Regions from separate parts of the Mus musculus genome. Here all the other regions are linked to region 1. The links are chromatin contacts, called in public promoter capture Hi-C maps. All regions are on one chromosome and are shown on one strand. Each heading gives the region's core, a stretch centred on a gene start, on an enhancer-like site or on the middle of the called end of the contact. The rest is flanking DNA. Distances are from core to core; before and after follow the strand shown.

What was found. Promoter capture Hi-C pulls out the DNA fragments that hold promoters and counts their contacts.
Region 2: a promoter capture Hi-C map of liver shows a contact between it and region 1, with 4 times the contacts expected there. The contact joins the enhancer-like site here to the promoter of N4bp2l2 in region 1. A contact is called at or near these places in 4 of 39 promoter capture datasets (cranial neural crest, frontonasal cranial neural crest, liver and 1 more), 8 of 115 datasets of contacts at active chromatin or transcription factors (craniofacial prominence, embryonic basal ganglia, embryonic forebrain and 5 more) and 2 of 9 other capture datasets (adipose tissue and pancreatic islet).
Region 3: a promoter capture Hi-C map of hippocampal neurons shows a contact between it and region 1, with 4 times the contacts expected there. The contact joins the enhancer-like site here to the promoter of N4bp2l2 in region 1. A contact is called at or near these places in 5 of 39 promoter capture datasets (the 3T3-L1 cell line, 3T3-L1-derived adipocytes, hippocampal neurons and 2 more), 1 of 484 Hi-C or Micro-C datasets (cortical neurons), 3 of 115 datasets of contacts at active chromatin or transcription factors (cardiomyocytes, craniofacial prominence and embryonic midbrain) and 1 of 9 other capture datasets (adipose tissue).
Region 4: a promoter capture Hi-C map of liver shows a contact between it and region 1, with 4 times the contacts expected there. The contact joins the enhancer-like site here to the promoter of N4bp2l2 in region 1. A contact is called at or near these places in 11 of 39 promoter capture datasets (the 3T3-L1 cell line, the HPC-7 cell line, the SN4741 cell line and 6 more) and 4 of 115 datasets of contacts at active chromatin or transcription factors (embryonic basal ganglia, embryonic hindbrain, embryonic limb bud and 1 more).
Region 5: a contact with region 1 is called in a promoter capture Hi-C map of trophoblast stem cells, with 2.9 times the contacts expected there. The contact joins the enhancer-like site here to the promoter of N4bp2l2 in region 1. A contact is called at or near these places in 10 of 39 promoter capture datasets (the 3T3-L1 cell line, the SN4741 cell line, cranial neural crest and 6 more), 1 of 115 datasets of contacts at active chromatin or transcription factors (forebrain) and 1 of 9 other capture datasets (adipose tissue).

Annotation. Positions count from the first base shown.
Region 1 is chr5:150,664,352-150,667,051 of GRCm38.p6, forward strand. N4bp2l2 (NEDD4 binding protein 2-like 2) reads right to left here and starts at 1,261. Exons shown (of 6, transcript NM_201369.3): 1 at 1,150-1,261.
Region 2 is chr5:151,393,134-151,395,833 of GRCm38.p6, forward strand. All of the region lies in intron 2 of 1700028E10Rik (RIKEN cDNA 1700028E10 gene), which reads left to right. It also overlaps a transcript of Stard13 not described here. Among named protein-coding and RNA genes, the nearest start is that of Gm3704, 12 kb to the right of the region's middle. Within about 2 kb of position 1,363, at least 74 of the 459 cell types and tissues checked have an H3K27ac peak or open chromatin away from gene starts, as enhancers often do. A contact at or near this core is called in forebrain and liver, where this site is marked.
Region 3 is chr5:151,314,609-151,317,310 of GRCm38.p6, forward strand. It overlaps a transcript of Stard13 not described here. Among named protein-coding and RNA genes, the nearest start is that of 1700028E10Rik, 53 kb to the right of the region's middle. Within about 2 kb of position 1,348, at least 85 of the 459 cell types and tissues checked have an H3K27ac peak or open chromatin away from gene starts, as enhancers often do. A contact at or near this core is called in cortical neurons, hippocampal neurons and trophoblast stem cells, where this site is marked.
Region 4 is chr5:151,345,451-151,348,150 of GRCm38.p6, forward strand. It overlaps a transcript of Stard13 not described here. Among named protein-coding and RNA genes, the nearest start is that of 1700028E10Rik, 22 kb to the right of the region's middle. Within about 2 kb of position 1,366, at least 40 of the 459 cell types and tissues checked have an H3K27ac peak or open chromatin away from gene starts, as enhancers often do. A contact at or near this core is called in the SN4741 cell line and liver, where this site is marked.
Region 5 is chr5:151,273,032-151,275,731 of GRCm38.p6, forward strand. It overlaps a transcript of Stard13 not described here. Among named protein-coding and RNA genes, the nearest start is that of 5430435K18Rik, 22 kb to the left of the region's middle. Within about 2 kb of position 1,425, at least 17 of the 459 cell types and tissues checked have an H3K27ac peak or open chromatin away from gene starts, as enhancers often do. A contact at or near this core is called in trophoblast stem cells, where this site is marked.

The DNA of each region.
Region 1 (2,700 bases), core at 11-2,510:
ATACTTTAACTTCCAAACAATTATCTCTCTTTAGCATCCAAATACCAGGTTAACTAAAAACGCAGTCTTTGTGGGGTCTTTTTCTTTTAAGTAGTATAAAAGCAGTTTTCCAATTGAATGTAATAATTTGGAAAAAAAAAAGTTTTGAGTTTTAGTGATGATACAAATTATGCTTAGGGAAAATAATCAGAAAACTTTAAAAATCAAATCATTCATCTTTTCTAGTAGTTTCTCTAACTTGAAAAATACACTTTTTAGGCAGGGTGGTCTATGACTGCAACACTAGCATTTGGCAGGTGTTGAAAGGAGCTCAAGACCAGCCTGGACTACACAGTAAGTTCAAGGTCAGTCTGTATTACCCAAGACCCTGTCAATAAATGTAATTAAAATTACTCTTGACAGGCCGTGGTAGCTCAAACCTGTAATCCTATCAATAGATTTCCAGTCCAGTATGGGTTGGCTACACAAATGGGTTGCAGAGCAGCCTGGTTGGGAGAGACTATGTCTTTTTAAAAAAATCACAACTTCGCTTCTCTTGTCATAGAGGGAGGGGCGTTAAGAAACCAAAAGCGCTCTTTTGGTCACATCTGGCCTGCTCTTGGAATCAAAACCCAAACCCTACAAACGAGAAGAAAGGCGACAAGCCATTAGCAGAGACGAAGGAAGCTCCAACTGCGGAGAAAAGCCAGGTTCCCGGAAAGAGCCCCCACCTCGGCCACATGCTCCCATGTCCTCAATCTAACGTCAAGAGCCAACCAAGCAAGTGCAGCAGGGTGGACCGACGTCGTCAGCGCCCTACCTGCCGGGCCCCCAAGGCCTCCTGACCGGGGGCGGGCTGCCAGGCCAGGGGCGCTCCGGCTTCTCCGTCCCTAAGGAAAACGTCAAGATCCCTTCTAAGAATCCGGGGAGGTCCCGAAGGCTGACAGGCTTCTCTTGGGGCTTCCACGCTCGCAGTGAGGCGAGAGCTGTGTCAAAGCCGGAGGTGCAGGCGCCAGCCGTTCGCTCAGACGAAACCGGAAATACCTCCCTCACCTCCACCGGGACCCATCGCTCTGTAAGCACTTCCACCATCTTCCTCTCCAAGCCCTCCCCCACCCCACTCCACCCCCTCCAAAAAAAAAAAAAAAGAACTTCCGCGAACACACGAACCTCCGGGAAGACGAGAGACCGTCCAAAACGTAGCTATTAAACGGAGCTGGAAAGAGACGCGAGGCTGGAGCAGTTTCATACGCAAGATGGCCGCCACCTCTAGGATTACCCATGCAGCACCGCGGGCTCACGCCCGGCATTATGGGGATTGAAGTCCGGCGTCCCGCAGTCCTCGTTTACCTCAAGGCACCGAAACTCAGTGTTCCAGAGTCCATTGCAAGACTTACAAGCTATTTTGGCCACCAACGTAGACTCAGTCTTGTTCCCCGCCCTGTAGTGGGGGGAAGTTTCTTAAAGAAACATCACCTTTATCTATAAAGGCAGCGACGTCCTCTGGGGTTCACGACTCAAAAAGAACAAGAGTGCTTGGCGCCCCCAGGTGGATGGACGCGCAAGCCTCTGTGGTGAGTGAACAGTTTTCAGGCTTTTCAGGAGACAAAAGAATCAGCCTAGGCTTCAAAGGGGAAAACATTTTGTGTAACAGAACTCAGTTGCTATGGTTTCTCAGAAACACCATTTAGTATAATTTTAAGCTTCTGAACAACTGTGGCAAAATAGAGTGCCTGCACCTCAGAACCCCATAACAGATGACTCTTGGGGAGAAGAAATTATAAAGTATCTTACTTCCAGATATAGGAAAACTGCTATATAAATATGTATTGAATTAAAACTAAATACCAACCAAATGACTAGCTCCAGTTAAAGGTCTTTTTTTTTCTCCTTTCCATTTCTATTAGCCTGTCGTCCTCTCCACCCCTTGTTTCGTTTGGGCCCGCACAAGAAGATCGGCCATCTCAGCATATTTGAATAAGTCTTGTCTCCAACACAATAATGTTTTTTTTTTTTTTTTAAAGATTTATTTATTATTTTAAGTACACTGTAGCTGTCTTCAGACACACCAGAAGAGGGAGTCAGATCTTGTTACGGATGGTTGTGAGCCACCATGTGGTTGCTGGGATTTGAACTCTGGACCTTCGGAAGAGCAGTCGGGTGCTCTTACCCTCTGAGCCATCTCACCAGCCCCCACAATAATGTTTTAATTTATAAGTATAATAGATAAAAAGCACAGTGAAGCCGGGCAGTGGTGGAGCACGCCTTTAGTCCCAGCACTTGGGAGGCAGAGGCAGGCAGATTTCTGAGTTCAAGGCCAGCCTGGTCTACAGAGTGAGTTCCAGGACAGCCAGGGCTACACAGAGAAACCCTGTCTCAAACAAAACAAAACAAACTAAAACAAATCACTATTTTATTTTATGTGAGTGTTTTACCTGAGTGTATATATACATATATATACACCTGAGTGTGTGTGTGTAAATATGTATACACACACACTCTCTCTCTCTCTCTCTCTCTCTCTCTTAAGAGTGTTGTGTAAAAGAGAGAAAACCCATTTACTTTATGAAAAGCAGTGTCCTCGTCCCAGTTCTTACCAGTCCCTATTACTACCCTTCTCTTGTGAAGACTCTGGTGGAGTGTTCTAGAATGTAACACCAAATCTATTGTCTATTCTGCACATTGCTCCAGCACCCTCCTATATCCCATTGTCCCACAGCA
Region 2 (2,700 bases), core at 113-2,612, 730 kb after region 1:
CAAAATCAAGTGACATGAAAATTCTGTCAGCCATAAGTTATTTTTAGTGAAAAGGATGCTATTAGAGTTAACGAGATAATTCAGTAGAAGAAAAAAAATTTAAAATTCTAAGTTCCTATATAAATCCTCTTAATATAGAAAACAGAAATTGACAGAGCAATTGAAGGCACACAATCATAATGAAATGTGCATAACTCATACAGATCAAGAACATGAAAAGATTCATAAATGTGCATTCAGGTGATGACAAAGTGGGTCAATTAAGTAGTATGTTGAACTTAGAAGGAATATATTATATTCAAGTACAAATAGTTCACTGCTAAAAATAGTCCACACACTGAGCCATAAAAAATTCAGTACATATGAAAAAATGACAATATATTTTGACCTGTGTTATAAAATTGAAACCAAAATTTATCCCAAATTTCACAAAGACTGGAAATTTAAAAAGTTCATGGGACTGCTCTTTCAGAGGACCTGTGTTCAATTCCTAGCACCCATACCACGGCTCACAACCGTGTCTAACTCCAGTTCCAGGGATCCAACACCCTCTAAAGGCCTCCTTGAGCACTGTGCACACATAGTGCACATACACACATTTAGGCAAAACACCCATGCACATAAAATAAAAGTAAATCTCAAAACTGCAAGGATAAGTGATCCAGTCACACTGGATTGTTCTGCACTGCCCTCTGATTTCTCTGACCTGTTTGTCCATGCTGAGCCTGTGCTGACTGTGTGCTGCCAGGGTCCTTGGCCATGTTTAAAAGTGAATATCGCTAAGACCTAAGACCTGTGGCCTCGGGCAGAGCTACCAAGAGCTTACCCTGTGGGGTAGTTACATGATCATTTTGGTGACTGCTAGTAAAATCCAGCTGTTGTTTGTTTTTGTTTTTTGTCTATTTACTTTTTGTTCTGCATTTTGCTTTTTCTCCCCTGTGAATCAAGACACAAGCAAGGTCAAAGGCAGTCAGTTTGTCTATCCTAGGCTGTTACATAAGAGCTGTAGCCGGAAGGACTCTTTGCTGGCTCACCAACCACAGAGGGGAGTCATTTAGGCTAATGTCATTGAAAGGACAGCGTGGTCTCTAAGACTTGTAGAGTTCTGGAGACAAGCAGGAAACTAAGAAAAGGCATGCTTGCTTCCCCTCCACCCACTGCCCTTTTGTGGGTGAGCTTTGGGTGAATCCACAATGTCCCCAGAGCTCTAGCAGGAGGGATGGCGTTGTGAAGGGGGAGAGTGGCTGGTTCCCAGTATAATTGATGTGGGTTTCCTGCAGCATTCGTTGGTTCAGGGTATCCACTTTCCCTCACATAATCTTCCATTGTTCTCCCTGGTTCCTGTTTGATTTGGCAGGACTGACTGCTGGCTGTGCACTCCAATGCTCCTCATTCCGCTGTGCTAGACTCAGCTGAAATCCTTGCCTCCCCTCAAAGAAGCCAAATGCATCATGAACAGTGACATTTCTGCTAGCCAGGAAAACATAAAGAAATCCCAGTGAAGCAAGAAGGTAGACAAAATTCTTTCCAGCATTTGAACAAAAAGGGTAATTGTTTTTGTTGTTTTTGTTCATCTAAGTTTTATGGAAGTCGATTATCCAACTCTCTGCTGGACTTTCAAACCTCCTTTTCTCTGTCCTACATAATTTAAACACACTATAAATACCCTTAGCTACTCTGAGGGCGGGCCCATATTTGCAAGGCAACCACGGTTTGAGATATTGTTGAATTTGAAAGGCAGCACTTCCTTGTCCGGCACATAAACTCCAATGAAGGTTATGATGAGTGTGCTGGTGGTGGCCACGTTTGACAGCCAGACAAGCAGCTCATTTATTCCAAAAGACTTTGAATCCATGCCCAGAGTCAAATGTAGACTCTTTTTTTAAAACTCAGGAGGCTTGAAATAAGAAAGTTAACTGACTCACAGTGCCCTTCTTGTTAGGGAGTAGGAAGGCTTCAGAATGGAGAGAGGGCTAAAGTGTTTGAACCTGTCCGATGGCTTCTTTATGGGGTTCAGCCATGGTATTTCCTAGCTTGTCTTGTGTGAAAGTCTATATTGCTTGTTGAAGGTTGAAAATATCATCTCTTTATGAAAATCCCCAATCCTGGGAAGAAAATATAGAATGAAAAAATAAAATGGGATATAGGAAGCCTGTGGAATAGGACTTTAAAAACCCCTGTGCATCACTGAATCAGTAAATGAGCTAACAAGAGAGTTTTGTGGCCACCAAGGACCCCCTCCATGTCCCTGCTTCCCTCAATGATAGACATAACCTGTAAGTTGAAGTAAAACCTGTCTTCCCAAGTCACTGTTTGGTCATGGTGTTTATCACAGGAACGGACAGCAAACTGTTAAAAGTGCATGCTATATATTATAAGCCTAGTCAAAAGCTGGAGGCTGGAGAGATCACAGACCTTAGAAGCCATTCATTATTACTGTTTTGCTAAGTAGACGGTCCCATTGCCTCCTAAACACTCATGTTCATATGCATTGATTAGTGATACTCTCACCCTGAATCAGGGTGGCTTATGGCAAATAGGAGGTAGTTAATGCAGAGGCTCACACCTGGTCAAAGTGTCCAGAAGTGTTACAGAAGAACAGGTCAATAAGAACCTAAGAGCCAGAGGCTAGAGATGCCTGCGTTTGAAAAGATGACTTCTGGACAAGACCTGGCTGTTATAGTCATAAACTCGTTATGG
Region 3 (2,702 bases), core at 98-2,597, 650 kb after region 1:
TCCCTGTAAGTCATCTCAGGCATCTCACTCACTCACTAGGCTCAGGGGAAATAATTTCTTTGGTTTGCCTTTGGGGTCCTCTCTGGGCTAATTTGATGTTTGTCTCCACAGGAAACATTTATGCAATAGGGAAAGTCCAGACTCAGTTCTTCTATACTCAAGTATGTCTGTGTATGTGTGATACAGTATTCACAAGAAACCACTTGTGATGGTTTGTATATGCTTGGCCCAGGGAGTGGCACTGTTGGGAAGTGTGGCCTTGTTAGAGTAGGTGTGGCCTTGTGGGTGTGGGCTTTAATACTCTGGTCCTAGCTGCCTGGAAGTCAGTATTCTGCTAGCAGTCTTCAGATGAAGATATAGAACTCTCAGCTCTGCCTGCACTATGCTTGACTGGATGTTGCCATGTTCCTGCCTTGAGGATAATGGACTGAACCTCTGAACCTGTAAGCCAGCCCCTGTTGTAGGAAATATTTAAAAAGTTGCAATATTTTGTGTTACACCCAGCTACTAGACTAGCCTCTGTGAGGTAGTCTTCCCAGCTCCGTTTCGTCTGCCTTGGAGCTGCCCTCCTGTACCTTCTCGGCCATCCACCCTCTGTGGTCGGCAGTCTCAAATCCCAGTAACCCAGTAAATCAAAACTCTAGAAGCTTAATCAGTCATATTTATATAACAATAAATTCTCAATTCACAAGATGCCTACACAGTAATTTCAGAGCCAGTTGATAATGATAAAAGCTGCCCACCTACATTAGACAAGCTATCACAACTATTCTATCCTTTTATGATATTCATAACTATCTGTGGCTACTTAAAACCTCAAGGAATCTGGATTGTCTTCCTCTCCCTCCATCTTCCTTCCTCCCCCTTTCCTTCTCCTCTGTCTCTGTCTCTGAAACTCTTCACCCCACCTCCCTTTTCCCTGTCCAATCACAGGCTTCTTGTTGTATTAATATTTAAAGTGATTGGACAGGGAAAATTCTGCTATAAGCCCCAATTAAATGTTGTCATTTATAAGACTTGCCTTGGTCTTGGGGGTCTGTTCACGGCAGTAAAATCATAACTAAGACAACACTATTATATTGTTATATTGCAAGCCAACTGCCTGACTCTGGCTTGATTCGCCCCCAACCCCTGTGCATTTGCTATTCAGCATTGTGTATATTTGCTTAATTTATTTATGGTTTTCTCCCTCATCTAGTCTAAATTTCAGGAGAGCAGGAATTCTGTTCCTAGTGCTGTATCCTTGGTAACAGCACCCATGTTTAGCAAGCCTCTGATAGACACAGAGAATGCGTAAAGCAGTGCTCAGAGGGCAGGTTGTGTGACTATGACTCATGACATTCCAGAGTTTAAGGACTCCCCAGCTTTCTGCATTGGTTTTTACAGCTTACTTGTGACACGCAGCCTTGGGTCACTGACTGTGACCAGTGGGAAAATCCCTACAGGGATTGGCTAGTAAGATGCACAATGCAACTGAATGGAGGAGACTAAGCAAAAATCCCCTTCGGTTAAAGATGGAAGTCAATGCTTCTCCATCACACACACACACACACACACACACACACACCAAAATAAGAGCGACCAACTGGCCACTGAAGGCAGTTGTCAAATAGAGAGCTCTTGATGTACTCTAGCTGTCGCCACTCATATTGCCACACCAATAAATATCGCTAAACCATGTACACACAGCAGGAAATCTGAGAACTAACATTCCCATGAGTGACTCTCCTTTAAGTTCCCGCAGCAGAATCTTCCAGCGTCCACAGTGCTGCGTAACTGAGCATCGTTCAGCCTCATAGGCAGGGACTCTCAGGACATGACTAAGTGACTCTCCATTTTCTGACTTCCTTCAGCTTGGGGCCTCCCTGGGAGCCTCCCTTTCATGTGTAACCATGTCAGATATTTTTAGCACAGCCCTGCATAAATCAGACAAACTGTTTAAAGAGTAATGAAAAGATAAAAACATAATAAAATCTAACTATTCCCACATTCCAAAGACATTATAATTGAGTATGCTAATTTAGAAATACCACATATTCCATCACATTGTATTTTTTTTATCATAACCCTAACGTTTGGATATCTAGAAGGAATGCCTCTCTTGGGCGTTAGCCTTCTGACAGAAATAATGTATCCGATACACGAAACCCTCTGTGTATGGTGCTGTTGAGGAAACCCTCAAAGACATTCCAGGGAGCAGAATGACCTAGGCTATGAATATTGCCAGCTGGTGTATTACTTGCTTTCCTATTTTTGGGTAAAATATTTAAACATTTGTATTTCCTTGTTTCCATCTTTTAAACAGGACCTTTGGCAGGAAGGGGAGGAAGAAGTTCTAGACAACTTTAACTTTTAATTTTATTCTCATTTTCCTTTCATAATGGATAATTTACATTGGTTTTCATCTTGGGAAAATAATCTTCCTATATTAAATATAATGCGTTTTGATTTCAGATAAAGATACTTGTATTTGACAATATTATAAAAATTGTAATAGTGTAGTAGTAACTTAGTCCTTCATGATATAGTTATTATTGTTGCCACTATAACTTTAATTATTTAGATATTTTCATATAATAAATTATATGTATTTATATGTGCACATAATATGAATAAATATGTATATAGTAGTACACACATATAAATACTGTGGTAATATATATGAGTCTAATGTATAGTTATGTGTATATGTATATTTATGG
Region 4 (2,700 bases), core at 116-2,615, 680 kb after region 1:
GGAGAATAAGAAGAGCAGCCAGAAGTCTGAGCAAGGTATACATTCTTGTAGACATTTAAGCTGAACCTTGCCAGCGAGGATCAGTGAGCCAGAGAGAAGATGGGAAATGCCAGGTCAGAGGTGCAAAACTGATGCAAATAGGAAGAGGTTTAGTAAATAGTGTTGTGGTCCAACAATGTCCCACAAAGTGCACAAACACTGACCTCAGTCACACAGGGATTGTTTATTGAATGCACACCCTAAGTCTGACTGATCAGGGCCACAGATCAGAATTTGGGGGCTCAGCTAGGACCCTGAACATTTCTCAGGGCCGGCTTATAAAGGCTAAAACAGCAAAACCCATGGTGAGCCCATATGCAGGTGCAGGAAGTGCTGCCTGGTGGTTAGCACTGACTCAAGCCATTTTAGGCATAACAGTTCATATTGTCCTATGTAAAGCTTTGTGGCATTTCTTACGATTAACAAACCTCATAACAGGATATGTAATCAGCATGACCTTGCACTGAATCAAGTTATTTTTCTGTGTCAATAACTGGTCCACATATTACAACAACAGTATGAAATAGCTGGCAGGCATGGAACAAAATGACTACAGCTATCAGAGGTGGGGGCGAAGGGGCAGGCCTCAAAAATACCTAAGGATCCAAACACAGTGTGGTGTGGCTGAACCACTAAGTCAAGTCAGAGTCAATTTGATTTTCCACCAAAGGCAACACAATGACATGGAGGGACTTTTCCATAGAACAGACCTGGGATCAGATTTAGTCTCCTTATAACCAGACTGACTTCAAAATTACTGTGGACTACTAAGCGTTCTTTCTCCTTTTTCCAGGCATTAGGGTGACATGTGCAGGCCATGTGGTGGAAAACTACTTTAAGGAGCTGCAATTTCAAGGTGGCGGGGGTGGGGGTTTGGGGGTGGGGTGGGGTTGGGGGCTCAGGCCAAGGTGGTGTCAGGCAGGATACCAAAGGATGGAATTAACAGGAGATAAGGTTTTAAAAATGAGCATGAGATGGATTTGGTGACAGAAAACGCACATTTAAGGGTTAGGGCACCCCTGTCCCCCCGCCCCCCCCCCCCCAGTTTGGAGGCTGAACGATGAGTTGACCAAAGGCTGAACCAGGAGAAGACTGGATGAGCTGAGGTCATCACACGGTGTTCTTAGAGATTTGAGCATAGCCAGATGGAAGCTCAGGACTCAGGTGCATGCATGCAGATGCAGGTTCTTGATGGCAGTCGGCACTCTCCCTGTCTTCGATGCCCAGAACACGGCTCCCCATTTCACCTGGTCCTACCCACTCTATCCTCATGAGTAAGTGAACAGAACATTAGTCCAAAGCTACTCATGAGTCACGGTCCTGACTCTGTGCCAGGGCCGCTCTTCCAAGTCAAGGACACGGGGCCAGGCCAAAGTGGCATTGTCACACGCTCAGCCAGAAACCTCTTGGCTTTGGCTTCTGTGACTCAAAAAGTTCACAGGCCAAGAAGGCTAGGGAGATGGCTCAGTAGATAAAGTGCTTCCTGGTTGATTGTAAGCACCTGAGTTTAGGTCCCTAGGCGTGGCAACAGGTATCTGTAGTCTCACTGCTGGGAGGCAGAAATGGAAAGATCTCTCGGGGTTGCAACTACCAGCCTAGCTCCAGGCTCACAGAGAGACTGCCTCAAGAAGTATAGAGAAGATCTGTAACTAAGTGCTTGTATTCTAATGCTAATGGGGTCCCCAAAATAAGTTTGCATGAGAAGGTCTGCATGTAGCTGTGGGAACCTGCCCCCAATTAATTCTGATTAGTAAATAAAGATGACAGCCAATAGCTAGGGAGAAGAGAAAGCTAGGTTTTAGGTTTCCCCAGCTTGGGACCACAATGAGGAGAAGGAAGGGAGAGATGCCAAGCCTAGGATGTGGACAAGAGAGAGGAGCAGAGCTGCCATGTAAGGGGGCCAGAGGACCAGTCCAAAGGGCTGCTCAACTGGGTCAAGATCAGCCAAGATAGAACATAGAAATTTATAAGTAGTAACTCAGAATTATCAATGGGAGGTAGATTCTAATAACAGGGAGGTTAGGTAATTGCCAAGCTATTGTGCTGCTTAAGGCATATTACATGTAAAGGCTGTGTGTGTGTGTGTGTGTGTGTGTGTGTGTGAGAGAGAGAGAGAGAGAGAGAGAGATTTGGAAACATAAACCATTGAGATAGGAAGCAACCCCATGCCAGGATTTATTTATTAAAATATTTATTAAAATTATTTCAACAGAGATCAACTCAGAAAGATACCCTATATCGATCTGTAGCCTCTATGTACACAAACACCTATACACACACACACACACACACACACACACACACACACAAAGCACAAACCTTGGACTCTCTTTTGTTTCTGTCAACATGGTCTGGACTGTCTGTTAGCCATTTTACAGCCTATAACAGCCCATGTAATGCACTTCATAGAGACTTGAACATGACTTGTCTGATGTCCTACCTTCAGGACTCACCCATTGGTGAGCAGAAGATGTCTTTGTCCCTTCTAGAAAAGTGGGCCCTGTGCCAGGCACACACGGTGCAGGATATCTCTAAGCTGTCATCTGTTGTTTGGCAGAAGTGTTTAAGCTCAGTTTTAGTCCTGATCTACTCTGTATCTCATTTATCCTTCTAGCTATTCATCAGCTACCACCCTTCAATGACACAAAGAGTGTTGAAAAC
Region 5 (2,700 bases), core at 175-2,674, 610 kb after region 1:
ACGGATGGGCTGGAGAGATGGCACAGCAGCTAAGAGCACAAACTGCTCTAGCAGAGGACCTTGGTCCCCAGGAGCCATGAAGGAATGCTCACAACTGCCTGTAACTCCAGATCCGGATGCTACATACCTGGACCCTATGGATACTTGCACATATATGTATATACATCCACATCCCCTTAGACATATACATATAGTTAAAATAAATCCTAAGGAGTTTAAAAATAAAAATGTAGGCAGATTTTTCTAAATAAGGATATGTAGTTTGTATGTGTGTATACATGTGTATGTCTGTGTCTGTGTATGCATGTGTAGACTTCAGAATGATTGTTTGGAAATTATGATATTTCAAATGAATAATTTTTAGGATAATTCTGGCAGAAACCAGGGGCTTAGGGAATGCTTGGCAAATAATTGTGTATGTGGTGCTGAAAACTTTCAGATCATGGATGTGCATGCTAATATTAAAAATACTTCAACACAATATACTTTATCTTTGATTAACTTGTAGATGCCATGGCACTTTTTCTGAAAAGAAAGGTAATAAGCTAGAAATAAATATTTTATGCTTCATCGTGCCACTAATGAGATAGAACACAGACATGAATTCTAGAATGTGTCCCAATGTGGCTTCGTCTCACAGCGCCACTGCTGTGTGAGGAGCCTAAGGTTACACTTCCTCAGTAATATACAGTTCATTGGATACCAAGCCGTAAAAGCCACACCTATTATTATTCATTTTACATCTTTATAAAGCTAAGACGCACCAAGCTTCTACTTGCTGTATGGATAAAAGAATCAATGTTGGACTCACTCAAAGTTCTTTTTGTTTGTTTGTTTAATGTAGTGTCTTTCTGTAAGTGCTATTAGTAGGACTGACCAGTGCAAGTTCCCCTCGAGTCCTCTCAAGGCATGCCCAAACCTCCATCTTTAAGAGTGAAATAACTGGTGCAAACAATGCTCAGCAGCTCTCAGAAGAGGCTGAAATAGAGGTAAGGATACAGCGCATCACAGGTACTGGGGAAGGCATCTCATTGCTGCACTTCCCAGAAGACAGATGAAGAAAGTGAGGAACCACAGAGCATGCTGTTGTAAGTAGCAAACTCAAAGAGGGCGAAAAACAGGACAAACAAGTCAACGAGGCATCAGGAAAAGAAAGGAAGGTTGCGGGATGTTTGTTTAGTGGTGTGACTCTTTCTCCAGGCTCAGTGTCCTTTAAAGTCTTTTTCTCTGAAAACAAGAGACCAAAAAAGGTGCTCTCCAACAAACAGAATGGATCAAAGTAAAGGTCTCCTTTGCTACGTATGGGGCAGAGTGAGGGACGGAGCAATGTTTTGGGACGGGAGTGTGTTTAGAATGCATGGGTGGTAACTTGGAATCAGCAGTGTTCCGAAGAGAGAATCTCAGATATGCCCCTTAACCTGCAGGCATGACTAAGAATGAGTCACAGTAGCTGAGGGCTGTGACAAGGGGCTGTCACCGGGCCATTTTCAAGCTGAGTTTGCAAACGTCCTCCAGGAAGTGCTGACAACAGACAACAACAACCAAGCAGACCCCTGTACACAATCTTTAAGAATGAGTATCCCTATGGGCATGTAGGAGAGGTGCTGCTTTGGGTGAGTTATGGTGTTTATTTCCTTCTGTGATTCTTATGGTGACCACTCATCTGTACAGGGAGGCATGTGGCCTGCCATGAGGAAGATGGGGCTGCGAGAGCTTGCTGGAGCAAGTTCAGCTTGCTTCCCACTCCCCTCTCCTCTGCCTGACTCCAATGTGTATACATACACACACACACACACACACACACACACACAGAGAGAGAGAGAGAGAGAGAGAGATGTACACACACACACACACACACACACACACACACCTTTCTGGATGAGCCAAGGAACTTTCATCGTATGAATACTGCACAGAATACTGGAGAAGTCTAAGGCCAAAGGACAGGATGCCAAGATCTCTGCTCTAAAAATCAAAGGGTCTGTACTGTCTCTCTTGAAAACTAGTAGATACTTCTGATTCCTATGTCAACACAAGTGTGGCTTCTCCATTACTCAAATATTCCAATCACAAACATGATACGGAACAGATCAGAAACAAGCTTGTTTTTCTCTTCAAATCTTGCATTGTCTGTGACTCAGAAAACATTAATATCGATATCAGATGCTGGGCACTGCCATACAAGGAATTATGCTTCCTCATGTCAGACTCACGGGGTGTATGGGGGGCTGCATGCATGCTACCTGCACACATGAGAAAGTCTGAGTAGGCCCACAGTCTTCAATTCTGTGGTGTGTGTGTGTGTGTGTGTGTGTGTGTGTGTGTGTATGCAAATATTACAAGTGCAAGTGGCTTCAGAGGGCAGAAGTCTCTACAAGATTCCCCTGGAGATGGAGTTACAAGCAGCTGTGAGCCACCTGATGTAGGTGCTGGGAATTGAACATGGGTCCTCTGTAAGAGTAGTAGACACAGTACACTGCATTGTTAATCTCTCTCTCCAGCCCAACCTAGAACAATGTTCTACTGAAAAAAAAATGTTCTAGATCCAAAAGTTATTTTCCTAGTTAAGAGGCACAAATCTTTTTATTTATTTATTTATTTATTTATTTATTTATTTATTTATTTATTTTAGAGAGAGAGTGTTTTCAAAACATAGGGCAGTACTTTCTTTAGAGCTCTGCTCAAATGTTTTCTTAGTCA